Linked DNA regions of Mus musculus: region 1 is linked to region 2. A link is a contact called in public HiChIP or PLAC-seq data. All regions are on one chromosome and are shown on one strand. The core of a region is the stretch at or near the end of the contact, and the rest is flanking DNA. Distances in the headings are between cores, read along the strand shown.

Evidence for each region. HiChIP or PLAC-seq counts read pairs in DNA pulled down with a chosen protein or histone mark.
Region 1: a contact with region 2 is called in an H3K27ac HiChIP or PLAC-seq map of embryonic stem cells, with 11 read pairs. The contact joins two enhancer-like sites. A contact is called at or near these places in 3 of 484 Hi-C or Micro-C datasets (cortical neurons, embryonic stem cells and nephron progenitors), 1 of 115 datasets of contacts at active chromatin or transcription factors (embryonic stem cells) and 3 of 9 other capture datasets (adipose tissue, liver and pancreatic islet).

Annotation. Positions count from the first base shown.
Region 1 is chr16:20,359,818-20,363,620 of GRCm38.p6, forward strand. It overlaps Abcc5 (ATP-binding cassette, sub-family C (CFTR/MRP), member 5), which reads right to left. Exons shown (of 30, transcript NM_013790.2): 24 at 2,365-2,454. Among named protein-coding and RNA genes, the nearest start is that of Cyp2ab1, 36 kb to the left of the region's middle. Within about 2 kb of position 2,509, at least 23 of the 459 cell types and tissues checked have an H3K27ac peak or open chromatin away from gene starts, as enhancers often do. A contact at or near this core is called in embryonic stem cells, where this site is marked.
Region 2 is chr16:20,189,202-20,192,998 of GRCm38.p6, forward strand. It overlaps Yeats2 (YEATS domain containing 2), which reads left to right. Exons shown (of 31, transcript NM_001145930.1): 12 at 138-296; 13 at 1,185-1,288. Among named protein-coding and RNA genes, the nearest start is that of Gm41431, 46 kb to the right of the region's middle. Within about 2 kb of position 2,495, at least 52 of the 459 cell types and tissues checked have an H3K27ac peak or open chromatin away from gene starts, as enhancers often do. A contact at or near this core is called in embryonic stem cells, where this site is marked.

The DNA.
Region 1 (3,803 bases), core at 1,259-3,758, 170 kb after region 2:
TCTTGAGAAACATGCAGTCTCCACTAGCCCTGCAATACTTCTTTCTACATAAAACTGCTTGAAGAGTTGCAGGGAGGACTTGAGCAAGACAAACCTCAAGGCAAGACTGAGAGGCTGCAGGGGGAGGGTGGGAAGAACCAATAGTCTCAGTAACAGCCAAGCCTATTCATTTCTGTGGGTAGAACAGACTAGAGTTAACCACGCAGCTTTAACACCGAGCCGGCTCTGGCCTCAGCACTTTAGTCTAGGAGAGGAGACCCACACTAGTCAGTTGGTCTCCTGCTCTGTGTATTCAGATGCAGATTTCTGTGCCCTTGATTTCGTTACAGTCAAGACACAGGCAAGGTAATGAATATTTGAAGAATCTCCTGTTCGTTGTAGGATTAAAGAACACTCCCTAATTATCTCTGACTGGTTAATAAAAGGCTGAAGAGCCAATAACTAGGCAGAGGAGAGAGAAAGGCTAAACTCCCAATCCCAGTCGGGGACCCAGGGAGAAGAGCTAGAGAGAAGCTTGTAAGGATCCAGGAGAAGGGCCAGGAGGCAGGGGGAGAAAGGAGATCATGAGATCAGGTGTGAGGAAGAGTCAGCCAGAGAATCCGCCATGAGAACACATATGTAGCAGAGCAAGTCAGGGCAACTCACACTGCAATAACTCAGGTGTGTGGCTGGGAAGTGGTTAGATAGCACAGTGTTAGGAATAGCTGCTCAGTTATTGTATTTAAAGGTTGTTGAGTAAACTTAACAGGTCTCAGTGGAGATCATTTGGGTTATCGATTATTTTCTCCAGGTTAGGAAGAATTTCCACTTTAAATTTCATCCTATACTAATCTCCATCAAAGGTTCAGCAAGGGATCCTGGCGGCCATCCTTAGTCAAGGAATTAGTCCAGACTATATATTCAAATAACATATTTTACTTTATTCTTTAATTTACTTCAGAAGCAGGGCCCAGAGCCCCCTGAGCTGAAACTGACCCGAATGCCCGTTCCCTGAGGATGCAGCTACAAAATACTTCCTTCCAAACCTAAGGCTGGGGAACATTGTAGAAGAGGGGCAGGGAGGCTGTAGCAGCCAGAGGACCAGAAACTTGGCTGTGAGATTGTGTCTCCTAGTAATTTCAGAAGCAACCCCCATAAGGTCTCAGTAACATGGCTCCCCAAACATGAGCTGAACAAGGAGGACACCAGTGCACAGGCCAAACTCCACAGGAAAGGCACTGAAAGCCTCAGGCCTGCACGAAGCACTACGGCAGCTGAAAAAGCTGGAAGTGGGGGAGGAGGCCCTCCCAGGGAAGAGCACGCAGCTGGTACTCTTCCCGTACTGCCAGCCAGTCAGGCAGCCCTGAAAACATACATACATACATACATACATACATACATACATACATACAAGCGACACTGTATGAACTCAACTAGACCAGATTAAGAATGAAAATGACGTATGGTTTATACTTCAGAGACAGGGCCCAAGAGAGAGCCCTGAGCTGGAACTTACCTGGGTGCCTCTTCCCTGACAATACAGCTACATACATAACGCAAAGCTGTATTTGGGGAAAAAATATATACGCATGCAATTACAATTGATGGAGAAAGGGACCGTGAACTTGAGAGAGAGTGGGGAGGGGCATAAAGGGAGTAGGGGGGGTGGACGGAAGAGAGGGAGGCAGAAATACTGTAACTAAAACACAATCTCAAATAAAAGTAAAAAAAAAAAATTAAGTATAGAAAATGGTGTATGGTTTTAATGAGTATAAGGAAAATGTTATGTAGTCTCCCATAAGCCTGAAGCAGGCTATCTAGAACCTGACCTTGCTGCCACTAAGGAGATTATGTAGGGTGGAGCCTTCCTGCCTAGATCACCCTATTGTTCTGCCACTGCCACTGTTCTTCTTCAAGATACTGCTACCTGATGAGAGGCCCCCCAGAGCTATTCTAGAGATTACACCCGCTCCAAGGATGAATTGGCGGGAATGGACTTTCCCCCCTCTTTTATAAAGCATGTCCGCCATTAAAAATTTGAACCTTGAGCAGACTAGCATGTCTTGGTTTCATTATTTCTCAACCAGCCTAGGTTCCCTCTTCTCTTCCAGATTCCAAGATGCCTTCCAGGCTCGAAACCGGACATGTGAGCCTCTGGCCCGCCCCAACAATGTTACATTAGCTTAACTGAAAAACAAGGTTTCTGAGTGTGACACGTTTAACTCTAGAAAGCAGCCAGTTCTTCAGGAACTCTTAAGGTTGAGACTGCTGAGCCTCAGAAGTGGGGATGAGACAGGTAGAGAAAGTGAGGCTCCTCACCCACATTCAGGACAGAAAGAACAAAAGAACTCCAAAAGGAGCCAGAAAGGCCTGCAGCATCCTGACCTTGATATAGTGGTTGATCCTCTCCACGGAAGTGAACCGTGCTTCTGTCTCCGATGCCAGTCTGACGGTGAACTGGAATAGTCCAGTTAACTGAAAGTAAGAGACAGGAGCGAAGAGAGAAGCCGTGTCAGTACAGGGCGAGCAGGCAGAGGGCGCTTCCTAAACCTGCAGCCGCCACACAGATCCAACCAGCGCCCACACATGCAGCATGAAGTCTCCAGCCTCAGTGGTTGTCTTGCACTTAACACCACACCCAATACCCTCATAGAACACAGCACCGAGTCACACTGGTGCACCATGCTTTTGTGCTCTTGGTTTCCAGTAACACATGTCTTAAGCTGTGTAACCGCTGAACCACCCTCAGCCTGTTACTGGCAACCAGAACACACGGACAGTCCAACCTGTAAGCAAGTAGGGAAAACACTTCCAGGAAGTGCTGTAAGAGACAGCACAGCCCTGTGCACCTTAGAAGACTGTGTGGCACACAGCCAGCTGGTGAGTCTAGACAGAAGCCTGGGCATGCACAAAGACACCCTCTTTGGAGTTCATTTGCCTTATTTTTATCTTTGCAATATGTTTAAAAACAAACAAAACAGCCAAAAATCACATAACAGGCCGGGTGGTGGTGGCTTACGCCTTTAATCCCAGCACTTGGGAGGCAGAGGCAGGTGGACTTCTAAGTTTGAGGCTAGCCTGGTCTACAGAGTGAATTCCAGGACAGCTAGAGCTACACAGAGAAACCCTGTCTCAAAGAAAAAAAATATCACACAACAGTATGATAGTATAATAACTCCTGGGAGCCAGAATGTTCCCTGAATACATAATCCATTTATAGTCAATGCTGCTTCACGTACATTCCCAACGGTTCCACTCCATTCTGTGGAGCAGAACCCTAACACTACCATGATATAGTTAAGTATTTCAGCTCATGCCTCTCTAAAATATAATACAGCTCCAATAACACTTTTAAAATTTGATAGAAGCCGGGCGTGGTGCCGCACGCCTTTAATCCCAGCACTCGGGAGGCAGAGGCAGGCGGATTTCTGAGTTCGAGGCCAGCCTGGTCTGCAAAGTGAGTTCCAGGACAGCCAGGGCTACACAGAGAAACCCTGTCTCCAACCCCCCTCACTCCCAAAAAATTGATAGAAATTACTTGTGTGGACTGATGTCAAACACCTTTAAATAGTCAGTGGTCAAATTCACAGACTCGTTTGGAGCTATTTGAGGTCCTTCAATCATCCCTCGGGATGAGCGGCTTCTGCTTATTTATCACATTGGGAGAAAAAGGATTCTAAACAGAAAGCACAGTGAGCAGCAAATGGAAGCTGGTACACTACTCAGGAAAGTATGAAGGTCCCAGCGATGAAACGGCGGTGAGCACACCTACAGGCACACTTTCATGTGTTTCCTTAGAGGATAATGTGTATTTCTTTTCTTTC
Region 2 (3,797 bases), core at 1,245-3,744:
CTGGCCTCAGCCACACTGGTGCAGGCCCTGCTCAGTATTTGAGATGCTGGGCCTGTTCTCTCTTCTGATTATGTCTTTGGCATCTTCCTACCTAATTTCTGTTTATTTTGTTTCTCTCCTTTCTTTAATTAACAAAGGTTCTCCAATATCAACTCCAAGCCCATCACCATTACCTCGCACACCAACTTCCACTCCAGTTCATTTGAAGCAAGGCACTGCCAGTTCTGGTGTCAGCAACCCTCATGTTATTGTGGATAAGCCTGGGCAGGTCATTGGAGCCTCCACTCCAAGTACAGGTATGGATAAGCACTACTAGTATCACCTGAAGAGTTTGATCTTTTATTAATGATAAAATCCCGGCATGAACCCTCCATCTGTAGTAAGTGTATATAAATGGAAGCCCATACTGTTTCTCTGAGGAAGAGTCACTGTGGGTGAAAGTGCAGTGTTTAGGAATTAGAATCCCACAGCTCCATGGTCCCTATCAGGTTTCTGGGTTTGGTCTTGGTTTTTAGTATTCTTTTAAAACCTTGTATCCATTTCTTCATTTAACCCATGTTTTTGCACATGCTCCTAAGGTGTAATCTTCCCTTGTTAAGGGAAATAGGAACAGAGAAATAAAATGAATGATTTTAAAGAAATGAGGCTGTTTCCCACCCCACACATTGCTATATATAGTGGACTTCCACATAGGTGTTCTGTTTTGTTTTTAAGCTTAGGTTTTAGAGTGGTTTACATGTAGAGATCATTTGAAAAGTTCTGCTTCCAGCATATTTAGGTATGCTGAGCTGTCTTGTGGCTACATATTAGTTTTAGGAATCAGCCCACAACTCTGAAGAGGCAAGTTTGGTAGGTAAAATAAGTTATGGAATCTCTCTTTAGATCTAAACTTATTTACTATTGATGATTAAGTGAATTTTTTTAATCAGACTTTGTGTGGCTGTGGGATAACACAGGCAGCATTTGGAAACAGGTGCAGTAAAAGTTGGCATTCAGCAGAGTGTGTGTGTGTGTGTGTGTGTGTGTGTGTGTGTGTGTTTAGACTTTTATGGTTTTGAATCTTCAACCTTTAAAAATGAACAGTAAATAATTGGAAACAAAGAATGGGGGAAATGATTTTTAAATTATATCTTGTAAACTTTATTTTGTTGATACATAATTTTTATATCTGTCTTGCTTATCAGGAAGTCCTACAAGCAAGCTCCCAGTGGCCTCTCAGGCTTCCCAAGGAACAGGGTCCCCTATTCCTAAGATTCATGGAAGTAGTTTTTTGACATCTACTGTGAAGGTAAACTGTCCCTGCTTTACTATATTGCGCAAGCTCAGCGGGGGTGCTACCCAAAGACAGCATTTGATCCTGAAGATTATTTCTTCTTCACTTTCTTCCTGATATAGGAGACAGTGCTCAGCACATCTCTCAAGTGCTTACCCAGTACTAGTTGAAAGCTCAGTACGGGAAGAGGCAGCCTTACTTACTTCATTAAAAATACTCCTTGAGAGGCTGGAGAAATGGCTCAGCTGTTCAGAGTGCCTGCTGCTCTTAAAGGTCCCGGAAGCTACATAGCAGCTCACGGCTACCTGTAACTCCAGCTTCAAAGGATCTAATGCCACTTCTAGCCTTTTTAGGCACTGCACACACATGTGCAGACTCACACAGACACATATACATTCTCTATAAAAATGTTTGCCTGGCAGCATGGTTTCTGATGGTACAAGGAGCAAACCTTGTCCCCTTTGCACACATCAGCCTTAGTTAATTAATTTAAAAGTAATTCTTGGGCTGGTGAGATGGCTCAGTGGGTAAGAGCACCTGACTGCTCTTTCGAAGGTCCAGAGTTCAAATCCCAGCAACCACATGGTGGCTCACAACCATCCGTAAGGAGATCTGACTCCCTCTTCTGGAGTGTCTGAAGACAGCTACAATGTACTTACATATAATAAATAAATAAATCTTTAAAAAAAAAAAAAAAAAAAAAAGTAATTCTTAACCTCTTCAAATAGAGAGTAGTTCAGAATATCACCTATCCATACAGCATCCGACTTCTTCACATACTCAAGACAGTCTGCTCAGTATTTGGCCAAAGCACTTCCCTGTTTGGCTCCTGTTTTCTCAAGATGGTTATCTTACTTGAAAGCCTTTCAGATGCAGACTGCTGTCTGAGTGGCCCTGAGATGCAAATCTGCTTTAGTGAGTACCCACCCCAGCAGTTAACATTCCTCTAACTTAGTTGACAGGGATCACAGATGGTTTTCTGATCAGAATGAGGTTTTCTTGGAGTAACTCCCTTGAAAGTCTTACCTCTACCATTTATTTTTTAGTATTTGTTGATGACATTTCATTTCGTAGGCAAGTAGTAGTCTTAACTTTAATTATTTTCCTTAAAGTTCAATTTTGGCACATTATCTCTGAGATCTGCTTTTGTCTTTTGAGGTGGAGACAAAGGTCAGTGGTTTTTATCTCACTCTGCTGTTGCTTTCCATTTTCTATTCCCACTTCCTTCCTTTGATGGTTTGCTTGTTTTGTGGTAAGCTTTCACTGTAGTCTAGGCTGGAGCTTGGGACCGTCCTGTCTCCCCCTCCTGAGATACAGGGTTACCTTGGCCTAGAGCATTGTTTTCTTATCCTTTTTATTCCTTTGGAAAATTTATTTTCCAAATGTGAAACTCATTTTACATTTATCTGTATTCCAGATACTGAGTGAATTTTTCAAGACAAGTTGAGAGTATAAAAGAAAAAAAACACACACTCTAAAACATCACCATTATTTGTTAGAATAACTTACTTAGTGCCTGTGCTTTAGGAATATAAAGCCAAATACAACCCCTGTCCTCTACCATCTGGCAAAAGATCAGACATACATAAAGAATCAAATATTAGGAATGGACATAAAGATCAGTTGGTGTTGTGTGAAAAGACTTCCTAGGGAGATGCAGTGCTCATATCTATTCACTCCAGATAGGGAACCAACAACAGATCAAAGTCCACTGTGGTAAACCAATGAGTTTTTTATTGAGGTTACTTACATGAGTATGGGTGAGGGGTTACTTACAGGGGCAGAAATGACTCAAAAACAGCTGCTTCACCAAGGCCCAGCCCAGGAAGGGTGCTGACTCACAGAAGCAAGGAAACCTGGAGTAGGTTAGAGTATCCTTTCCTAGTGACTATGTTAGTCAGGCAGCCTTGCTGGTTTTTCTCCTCCTTGCTGGTCTGATCTCAGGGCCTTTCCTGCAGCTTGCCTTGTCTTTCTTGCTTACTCTGAGAGGGGGGCCCTCGTGAATCTGCTCAGCTATTTTGAGACGTTTACCTTTGCCTTAAGGAACTTCCCTGGGAGATAGAGCATGTCAGTCTCCAAGAAACTGCTACACAACACTGGTAGAGTGCTTCTCCTACATGCACAGAGCTTTGGGTTCCGTCCCCAATGCCACATAAAAACAAGTGTGAGGTTGTAAGCATGTAATCCCAGCACTCGAGAAGTAGAGGCAGGAGCATCAGAAGTTCAAGGTTTTCTTTAGCTAGATAGTGAAACCAACCTGGTCTACCTGACACCCTGTCTTATAGGACTGTAACATCCATCAGGACACAGGTGAGTAGCCTTTTGCTGAGCTGATTTCCTGATTTTTCAGGCAGGGTTTCAGTGTTTAGTCCAGGCTAGACTTGAACTAACAGTCCTCCTTTGTCAGCCTCCTGTGCAGTGAGTTACTACTGGTGCTCAGATGGAATTGCATACCTCATTTTTTATTTGCTTTTAAAAAGGAAATTACAGTAAATGTATAGAAGCTTAGAAGATCTCTAGCATT